Regions from separate parts of the Mus musculus genome. Here region 1 is linked to region 2. The links are chromatin contacts, called in public Hi-C maps. All regions are on one chromosome and are shown on one strand. The core of a region is the stretch at or near the end of the contact, and the rest is flanking DNA. Distances in the headings are between cores, read along the strand shown.

Region 1 (5,285 bases), core at 2,339-4,838, 160 kb before region 2:
TGTCACACCAACATCACTACTGAGTCCCTGATGGTGTCATCTACAGGACAAAGCCAGGGCACAAGTGTGAGGCACAATGACTGTCACATTCTACTTCCTATACTCTGGAATTATGGCCTGGGGGAAAATCACTCTGAGGACATACAATCCAGTGTGGGTGGGGGAAAGCTGACTCTTCATGGTGAGTTTCAAAAGGAAGTATTCAGGAGATTCACTTCCTTAGGCTCAGTCCTTTCTTGCTCTAGGGAGTTCCTTCATGTTAGAGGGACTCTATGTCTTTAAGTCTGGGGCCTCTGTAGGCCATGACTACAGGCCAAGATGTGAGGGTCTGCACCATCTTCCAAAGCCAGGCTGCAACTGTTTATGGCCTGAGGTACAGAGATCTTCCAAAAACATTCCTCTCCCATCCAGGCTATGGGAGGCTAGCCACAAGCCTCTGGAACCGTGGCACTCAATGGCAAAGGCAGTGAGACTAGGGACAGAATGAGCCCTGGCTGGCCCTGTGCCTGACCCTGCCACGAGAGTGGACCTGCCACTTGCTGTGTTCTGTGCTGCAGTTTCCTCTAGACAGGTCTGTGAACCCTGGAGACATCCATTACTGGGGCTGGCCACAACTTGTCAGGGATCCTGTTACTCCGCAATCCAGTTCCAAAAACAATACCAGGCTTGATATATTAGCCCTGATTAAATTGGCCTGTAACATGCTTCTCACTTAATTCGCCTATTTTTCTTCTTGCCTCTCCAACTCTGGGCTCCAGCCCTGTTACGAAGAAACCCTTCTATTGGATCTGAACAAGGTGTACCCACGAAGCTGTGTCCACAGGGAGCCAGTATACATATATAACTACATGCCTTGTGTGAGCCTCTACATAAAGCTCTCAGGGAGGGAAAGCATCCCGAGGACCGACAGTAGGAAACAGGCGAACCCCGGAGAACCCCTCGGGAGAGGAAGCTCACACTCAGGCTCAATCATATTTTCCAATTTCCTCTTGTATATTTTCCCTGACATCTCAGCATAGGGTAACTCTGATGAGGGCTTCACCTGTCAAAATGCAAGGGCTTTAAACCCAACAGCCAACTTCACATAGGGGTCTTATTTAATCCTAAATCAAAGAGCCATTGAACGAGTGATGGACGTCCGATCCACAAATGGATTGCAGGATCGGCTTTCCCAGGAGCTGACTGGATTCATTCATCCCACTTTGGGCTGGGCTTCCATCGTTAACATCTTCCTCTGGTAGGGAGTTCCAGAGAGATTTTCTCTTAGTTTGGAGGGGTCTACTTGGCAGACCGGCCCTGCCTCCCCTGTCTGGTTTCTTGGTGACAACAAGATCCATCTGGAAGGCAGACAAGGTTGTCATAGCTCAGTCAAAAACCAGCAGCTCAAAGGAAACCCGAAAGTCCACAGGAAGAAACCTACAGAGATTCCCATGTTTAGAGGCAAAGCTGGCCTGCCCAGTGTTCTGGGCCCGCCCTTCTCATCATGCACCCTTCTTTATGGGGTACAACATTTTGAAAGAAACAAGCACAACATTTGACTGTCAAGAGAAGAATTAGTGTCTCGGAGAAGCACGGGGTATGATTGTATGTAATTGTTTTATGGGTGCTGGCACAGGTTCAGGGGAGAATGGGTTTTTAATACCAAATCTTTCCATTTCTCTTTGTTTTCCTGTGATTTGTGGGCTCTGTGAATGGCAGGTTTCTGGCAGATCTGCAATTCCGATTTCCCCTTTGTTTTCTCACGCTAGTGGAGTTCAGGGTTTCTTTTCTTTTCTTTTCCATGAGTCACAAATACTGTTTAATGGGAGTGGGAGATGGCTCCCCCCTCTCTCTCCCCCAGAGACGCATCGTTTGGTTAAACCGCACATAAATTTAACCTCTCTCTGACGAGCCATTAATGGTTCTAGTGCACATATATGTACATGCTCACACTGATTAAGAGGGCCGTCCTTTTCTCCTTTTAAACCATGGAACTAGTTGGGGTCCAACTCCCTGGCTGATTTCTATGAAAAGGATAGTTTCCAGCAATGACAAACAGAAGGGGCATGCCTAACTATGTGGAAAACACATTTTCCACCAAACATCACTGCTCTCAGCATTGAAGATGCCTTTCGGAGTACTATGACACGGTTACACTGTAAGAGGGTAAGAGGGGCCTCACAAAGCGCATGCAAGCTTGGTCTCCAGCGCAGTGATACAGGAATTGATAAAATACCTGAGAGTGGAGCGGGTAGAGTGACCTAAAGTCACTTACAGTATGCCCTTAATAGGGAATGCAAGACCTCGGTCCCTGGCTACTCATTTCATGATGTGTGACCTCTTCCCTGCCATTGTTATCCCCTATGACGTGACATGCCAGGGCCTCCTTGTCAGATCCTGTACACATACACACACACATACACACACACAGATTCCTAGACATGTGAGCTGAATAAACCTCTTCACTTTATAAAGTTGGTCTGCCTTGCCTATTTCATGATAATAGTTTTTTATTTATTTATAAAGACTCCTCCTGGTATCGTTAGTATATAAACCAGCAAGCGCCAGAGCAAAGAGAAGCAGGAAGACCAAGATTCAGAGATCGTGGTTGGCAGTTTCCTATTTGTGTTAGAATGTAGAAGCCACAGTATGGGGGACAGATGGCTGAGCACTTGGGTGCAGGGATGTCTACAAGACTATGAGAGACAGGGCTGAGGTCTGTGCTGCAGGCATGAAAGGGAAAGAGAGGCTGTTCTGTGGAGATTTCTTTCTGACAGCAGCTTCTTCATCACCTCCAGTGCAAGCTGGTCATTTAGAGGAAGCCAAGTGGACAGTCATTCTGGTATCAAAAGTATTGGCTCAACATATACAATCAATCCTCTAAACAAACAAAAATCACAAATCAGACAACACAAAACAATAACCAAAAGCCCAAACAAACCCGCCAATGTTGAATGCAGTCATCAAGTGACCCTGACTCTTTGCCATCTCTTCCTCGACCCCATTCCTAATGCTACTGTCTGCGCACCCCAAAGGCCCCCCACCTCCTCACAGTATGTGAAGGCATGCCATGTCCCAGACCTCACGGTAAACACTGAGGGTAAACACTGGCTTGCTTTCCAGGGCGAGTTGGAACAGCCGCACTGAAATGCCACCCACCCGTCCACGCGCTGAAGTTCCACGGAAGCCTTTCAGCTCCTGCTCTCTCCACAAAGAGCGCCGGGAAGATGGTTTCCTCTAGACTCTTCACATTTCCAAGGTCACCTGCATCTAGGGACAAGTCATAGGAGTGGCTAGGATGTTGCCAAAAGTGTCAGAGGAGGCAGCACCTGTCGGCCCCTAATCCAGGGCTGCTTGCCCTGTGCAGGAAACGTCCCTGCTGGGGTCCTTGCAGACACTCCAGCCAGGCCCTAATTAGTGCTGAGCAAGTGCTGCAGTCCCTGCCTCCTCTTGGCTGCCCATATGGCTGGACCCTGCCCCTCACCTCACGGCTGGCAGGAAAGATGAGAAGCCTGTCTGTCTCCTTTCTCTTCTTCACAGATCAACCATGCGGTACATTTCCCTCCCAGCCCAAGCCTGCACAGCCTGCCCTGTATATCCACCGGCTCAGCATTCACAGTGCCAACTAACCTTGAACTGAAAAACATTCAGAAAACAATTGCATCGCCACTCAAAGGCCCAGCCCTTTTCTTTTGGTCACGATTTCCCTAAACAATGGTAGTATACGGTGACTAGTTATGTAATGTTATATTTTACACATAACCTAGAGATGATTTAGGAGATATGAGAGGAATGACTTGTTAAAGGTAAATGGTGTGCCATTCTATAAAAGGCTGGAAAGTACATGGACTCTGATATCTACCGGAGGAGCACTGTCCTTACAGCCTGTCCCTCCCCGCCCCTGTAGTCTAAGGGACAATTGCACTCTGGAACCTAGAACCTAGGAATGTTGGAAGAGGACAGAACAGAAAATTCAGCTTCCCTCCCACGTTTTCCTGATCTAACTGTGCCTCTCGGCTTTACTGAAATTCTTAAGAGCTGTGGCTGGGCCCATCTGCCTGTTCCTTAGTGCTGTAACCCCGGTCTTTCATTCCAAGTAGATGGAGACATGGGCTTGACATTTCTGAAACCCTAGAGAGAACTATTCTTCTTCTAAGCTGTGGGCCTTGAGGATGGTGAAGGGACTGCTTGTATTTCTGTCTGGTGATAACCTCTCCCACAGGGTGGCAGCTCCAGGAAGGAGGCCACTGTAGGACTCCACAGAATGACAGACGCAGGCCCCCAGCCATGTCTTGGATCACAGGAGCCTGGGAATACAATGGGATTAGAGCCATCTTCTCTGTTTGAGTCTGGCTACAGAGGCAGGAAAAATAACCACCTGGCTCTCTTCTCTCCCGCCAATGAGATTTTAATTCCTCCCAACTCTCCTACTTCAGGCCTTGGCTCACATCGTGTCCTCTGCCTGGATTCCTGTGCCAACTGCCTCCCAGTGTGGTCTTAGCTGGCTTCCTTTTCCTCTTCCTCTCAGCTTATGTGTTTCTGCTTCTGAGAACCTTCCCTGTCCTCACTGGCCGGCTCAAAGGCAGCTCTGGGCTCTTCCACCACCACACCCCATTCTCTCTTCAGGTTTACCCCCACCACCACCACCACACTGCAGTTATGTTCTGTTACCGTAAAGTGGGGTACCCAGTAACCGTGCAGCGGACCTTTGTGGAATAAGCTCTCTAGGCAGATGGCAAGACAGTTGTACTCATAGATGAAAGGCTACGATGGAAGACAAGAGCTTTCAGGGTCAGGTAGCCTGCGTTCAAGTCTCAGCTATGACATCAGGATGTGGGAACCATAACATATGACAAAAAAAGCCTTGGTGGACTCATGCACAGACTAGGCACAGCATGCCCCAAGGGCCAACAGGAAACTACTCCTACTGGCATGGGGTCCAGAAGGGTTTTCCCAAGTCATTTTTTCAGGCTATGGAAGATGCCAGGTTGGGGGTGTGACAGATGGAAAAGAAGGGCAAAAGACGAGATGGATTAGTTTGTAATTAATTAATTGCAATAATTTACAATTATTGTAAGACTGAAAAATGGCATCTTCAACTATACATTTGAAACCCCAAGTTCTCTGAGATGCATAGAGTGCCCATCTATTTTTCATTCCTGTAACAAAATACGAGAGGCAGATTAACTTTATAAAAGAAAGGTTAGGGGAGGCAGGGCATGCCCAGACTTACAGTTCTAGAGACTGGAGTTCTAGAGGCCTCCTTTTGTAATTGTCTTCTTGTTGGTGGTCCTCCTGTAGTAAGT
Region 2 (4,924 bases), core at 650-3,149:
CTGACCAGAGGGACTAAGCACACACATCCTGCATTGGGGACCTGAGATGAAGAGGTGTGCCTGTTGCTTCTTCATTTAGGCTACTAACCTCTTTAATTTTATTCTGACCGGGGGTTTGGGGGATAACGATGCCAGGACCATGGGGGGGCCTCCTGTCCTCAACATCTTAGTATTCTAGTTACATGTTATGTATACTATCTTGGAGATGAGTTACACAGGCTTAAACATAATGATCATTCCTGTTTCAGATTCACCTTGCACACACAAAGTTTTATATTGTTTTATACAGCATGCTAAATAATCTCACATTCATTTGATACAAGCAGAAGTTTTCTGAGAGGAGGGAACTTAGATGAAGAAAATACCTTCATAAGATCATAAGATTGGGTTGTGGGAAAGCCTGTAAGGCACTTTCTTAATTAGTGATTGGTGGGGAAGAGCCCTTCCATTGTAGGTGGGGTCATCCCTGGGCTGGTGGTCCTGAGTTCTATAAGAAAGCAGACTGAGAAAGTCATGAAAAGCAAGTCACTGCTCCACGACCCCTGCATCAGCTCCTGCTCCAAGGTTCCTGCCCTGTTTGAGTCCCTGCCCTGACCCCTTTGGTGATGAACAGTAATGCAGAAGTGTAGGCCAAGTAAGCCCTCTCCTCCCTAAGTTGCTTTTGGTGTAGACACCGAGCAGGACACATACTGTGGTCTGTGCACCCGTGTGTTCACTACAACTCACCACACTAGGACTGTTATGGAATTTTCCACTTGAGGCACCACATTGGCTCTCGAAAGTTTAAGATTCAGGGTCAGCGCAGAGTTTGGAATTTCAGACCATGGAATGCTTGCTCTACTTGTATGACCAGGGCCTCTATAAATTACTACATCTCATCTTTCCTAGGAACAAAAATGCCAACTCCTCAGAGAGTTCAGCCTCACAAATCATATCACCAATTTCTTTACGCTAAACAACTTATATAAAAATTATAACACACGGGTCAGTTTTCACATTGATTATTCATGTTACCTGTAAACTGTGTGATATGCTTCGGAGATAGAATGGGTTACAGGTTGAAAACATGGATTCCTGAGCCAACCTGCATGTCAAGCTTGCCTCTGGCCACTTAGCAGTGTCAGAACATTATGTAAATAATGGATCCCCCAAGAGCCTCTGCTTCTCTTCTATAGAATGAGCTAATAATACCAACCTCATGGGATGGCCACGGGGATGGAGAAAACACAAATGAGGTTCTAGACTGCTCTCTAGCGTACTACTCAGCGGCGGCCATTGTGCAGGCGCTTGCTCTTTACTCTCTGGTAATCACAGTCTACCTCCACTGCCAAGTGAGAAGCCTGACAGAGACTGGGCAGGCATTATACATTAGCAGCAAAGTATTGGGAATGGAGACCCAGGTCCTCTGAGTCCCGAGTCATATTGTTTTTTATCCCCAACCCAGTCTCCTACTTCCTGCTCAGCCTCTGCAGGGGTTCTGTGCCTTCATGTCCATTCACAGAAAGCAGTGGCTGGACCAGCTGGCCTTGTGGCTCATTCCAGCATATTCAGGCAAGGTGATGCTCCACCAAACAACCGCTTCTGAAGTAGCAGGACGGACAGGATGCTCTCAGTCCCTCAGAGTGTAGTCTCCTTAGCCACGTGGCCCAAAGAAATATTCTGTATTTAGGGGTATAATTTTTTTCAGCTTCTATTTTCTTTCCAGAGTCCTCAGTACATTTCCTAATTAATCACTCCCACTTAATTTCCTAAAGCAATCACATCCTCCCCACAGGCAAGCAGCCTCATCCCAGGCAGAAGCAAACACACACACACACACACACACACACACACACCAGCTGGCCCCTCAGCTACGTAGGAGTGTGTGAGCAGCCCTTGGACACAGCCCAAAAGTACCACAGAATCAGAAAAACAGCCTGGGGAGCTATAGTCAAAAGCCACTCTTCACAGCCTGGCCACATGTGGTTCCTGGTGAGCAAAAGGGACGATGGGAGTTAGTTCTCTAAGGAAAGGAAGATGTAGAAGACAAGGCCAGGGCTCAGAATGTAGGGACATATTCATGCGGCATCCACCCAGTGCTGCCAGGCGGCCTCACTCCACTGGGGCAGGGGCTCTTTGCTTTGCAATTGCTTTGTCAACTGACCATTCGTTGTATGACTTTGGGCAAGGGCTTTGCTTTAATGGTGCCATGGTCTCCCCATCTTTAAAATGAGAGCAGTAACACAGGTCATACAGTGAGGATGTAAAGCAGATATAACTGTTAAAAGGAGCCAACCCAGGAGACTAATGAATAAAGTTAAGTTTAAAAATTACCAGCAGGGTGTCAAACGGCAGCTGACACACACTTAGAAGTGACATTCCCAGAGGGAGTGGTGGGGACTGCGAGCAAACGGGCCTATGCCTCATCTAAAAGCCAGTCAGTGCCTGCCTGTTGTCAGACTTGTCAAGTTTTGAAAAAGACACTAGAAATAGATTTATATATGTATTCACCCAATCTGAAAATGCCGGCAAGAAATTAACATTAAAAAGTTCTGTGATGGGCTGGGGAAACGGCTTGCTCAGTACAGTGCTTACCACACAAGCATTAGGTTCTGCGTTTGATTCTCAGCCATGATTCATTCTCTCTCTCTCTCTCTCTCTCTCTCTCTCTCTCTCTCTCTCTCTCTCTCTCTCTCTCTCACACACACACACACACACACACACACACACACACACACACATAAGCTGGCCACAGAAACATATACTTGCACACTTGGGGCTGAGGAGGTAGGGACAGTATACATGGAGCTCACTGAACAGTCAACCTAACCCAGCGAGTGAGCCCCAGGTCTCCTACAAAATACCAAGCATATGAATATGGCACATGCATGCATGCACACATGACACATGCTATGTAAACCAAATACATCATACTGAAGACCTGGATCAGGCCTACAAGCTACTGATCTGCAAACTCTGTCAATGCCATGAATTAATGGAGACAAGGAAATATATAAAACACTCAGCCATGTGCGAAGCACATAGTAAACACTCAATAAATGGCACCCACAGTTGTTATTACCATTAGCTGCGGAAGCACGGAGCCCCCAACTGTGACAATGGACATGCTGTTTGGGTCACAGACAGCTGTGAGAGCCTCTGGGGATGCGACACATATTAACTACCATGCATTCACAATGTCTGCTACTTTACTGAAGCAACCACGCTTCAACTTGACGGTGCTTTTTAACCAGAGGGGACTTTCTTTTACCTCAGAGGATACCTAACAATGTCTGGAAATGCTTTTTTCTTGCCACAAAACAGGAGTTCTATAGGGATCTAATGCATAGAGGTCCTGGGTGTTGGTAGATAATTTATACCGAGCAGAGCAGCTCCATTCATTAATGACAACAAAACCAAACCCGTGATGTGAAGATGACCAAGGTGGAGAAGCGTTAGGTTGGATGGGAGTTTTTCATGCAATATGCTGTTTATGCAGAGGATTTTTATGAGAACCTTAAACTGCACACACAGGCTTCGCAGACTATAAGGAAGCTGGCTGTGGGCAAACAGCATCTGTAATTCACCCTGGCCTCAGGCTCCAGGCTCTACTTCCATCCCATCATCTCCTACAGCATCTTCTCATCATTGCCTTAGTTAGGGACATATCCACATGCTCCCTTAAAATCTCAACTGAAGATTTCACAGGTTGCAAAACGGGCTCCGGGGAAAGCGAGGACTCTAGCGATGAACTTCTTGAGGGAGCCAAGGTCAGTAGGCAAGTTGCAGGGCCAAAGCGAAATAGAATCTTCCAGAATCCTCTTCAGTCCTGATCCACGTCCCTCAGGAAGACATAATTCCATTTTGCTGTTGCCATGGTAATTATAAATCAATTTTGTCTATCCATTAAAGCAGTTACTCCATAGACTGTTCTCACAGAGCACTGTTGAACTCGTCCTAGTTCTCCTCCACGGATGTGAAAGTAATCAAATTTTTGTATGTTCTATGATTCTGGCTACATTCACGATTGCCCTTCACCTCAGATGGGATAAATAAGGGAGGTTAGATTGCAGATTGGCTGTCATGCATCGCTATGACTACCCCCAAACAAAGCAACAGCGCCAGAAGCAAGAGCAAGTTAGTCACGATTACCTTACTAAGGAAAGCAGGGTGACTTTGGTCAGTCCGTACCTTACACCAAGCATTCAACTTCTCTCTTTGTTCTTCCCTATAATTTGAAGAATTTCTCTGCAAATTTTGCTTTTCTCAAACACTGGCAGTGAGCTTTACAAAAATCCCAACATCCAAAACGCACCCCAAAATCGTTAAATCAAGATCCCAGGGGATACAGTCTAGGCATGGGAAATTTTATATCTCCCCAGGTGATTTCAAAGTCCTGGCAAGTCTGAGAGTCAGGCTTCGGGACTCAATGCTGTTATTTTACAATGAGGGATGTCCGCAGGAGAAAATGAACTTGCCCAAGGGCACCCAGCTGGCAAACCACAAGCTTGTGGTTAGAATGGAGGTCCGCCCACAGAGAATTCTACGGCTCCCACTCAGGAGTAAGTTAACTTACTTGGTTACAATTTGTTACTTGGTTACAATTCTGTAAACCTAAAAAAGAGGGAATTCTCTTCAAGGCTTGTGGGCTCAACTGAAATCTTACAAACAGGTCTGGAGACTAGAAGCCAGGCGCATCCTACCCTTCTGCAAGGGCACAGACAAAATGGAGAGCCAGTGAATTCAGTCCTTCTGTAGTAGTCAAGAGTCCAGTGCTAGGAAACAAGCCTTCCATCAACCTTGATGTGGACCAAGAGCTGATTCCTAGCCTAGGATACAGGAAGGCATGTCCTCACAGAGTCTTGACAGTACCCAGTGGGTATAGAGCAGTGGTTCTCAATCCAGGGGTCACACATCAGATAGCCTGCACATCCAATGTTTGCAT

What was found. A called contact is a pair of places that touch in the nucleus more often than the background predicts.
Region 1: a Hi-C map of cerebellum shows a contact between it and region 2, with 1.6 times the contacts expected there. The contact joins two enhancer-like sites. A contact is called at or near these places in 1 of 484 Hi-C or Micro-C datasets (cerebellum) and 1 of 115 datasets of contacts at active chromatin or transcription factors (kidney).

What each region holds. Positions count from the first base shown.
Region 1 is chr11:35,303,469-35,308,753 of GRCm38.p6, reverse strand. All of the region lies in intron 4 of Slit3 (slit guidance ligand 3), which reads right to left. It overlaps Gm46277 (a long non-coding RNA gene), which reads right to left. Exons shown (of 2, transcript XR_003949657.1): 1 at 1-5,285. Among named protein-coding and RNA genes, the nearest start is that of Gm46277, 18 kb to the right of the region's middle. Within about 2 kb of position 3,588, at least 14 of the 459 cell types and tissues checked have an H3K27ac peak or open chromatin away from gene starts, as enhancers often do. A contact at or near this core is called in cerebellum, where this site is marked.
Region 2 is chr11:35,139,841-35,144,764 of GRCm38.p6, reverse strand. The region is part of intron 1 of Slit3 (slit guidance ligand 3); the gene reads right to left. Among named protein-coding and RNA genes, the nearest start is that of Slit3, 21 kb to the right of the region's middle. Within about 2 kb of position 1,899, at least 25 of the 459 cell types and tissues checked have an H3K27ac peak or open chromatin away from gene starts, as enhancers often do. A contact at or near this core is called in cerebellum, where this site is marked.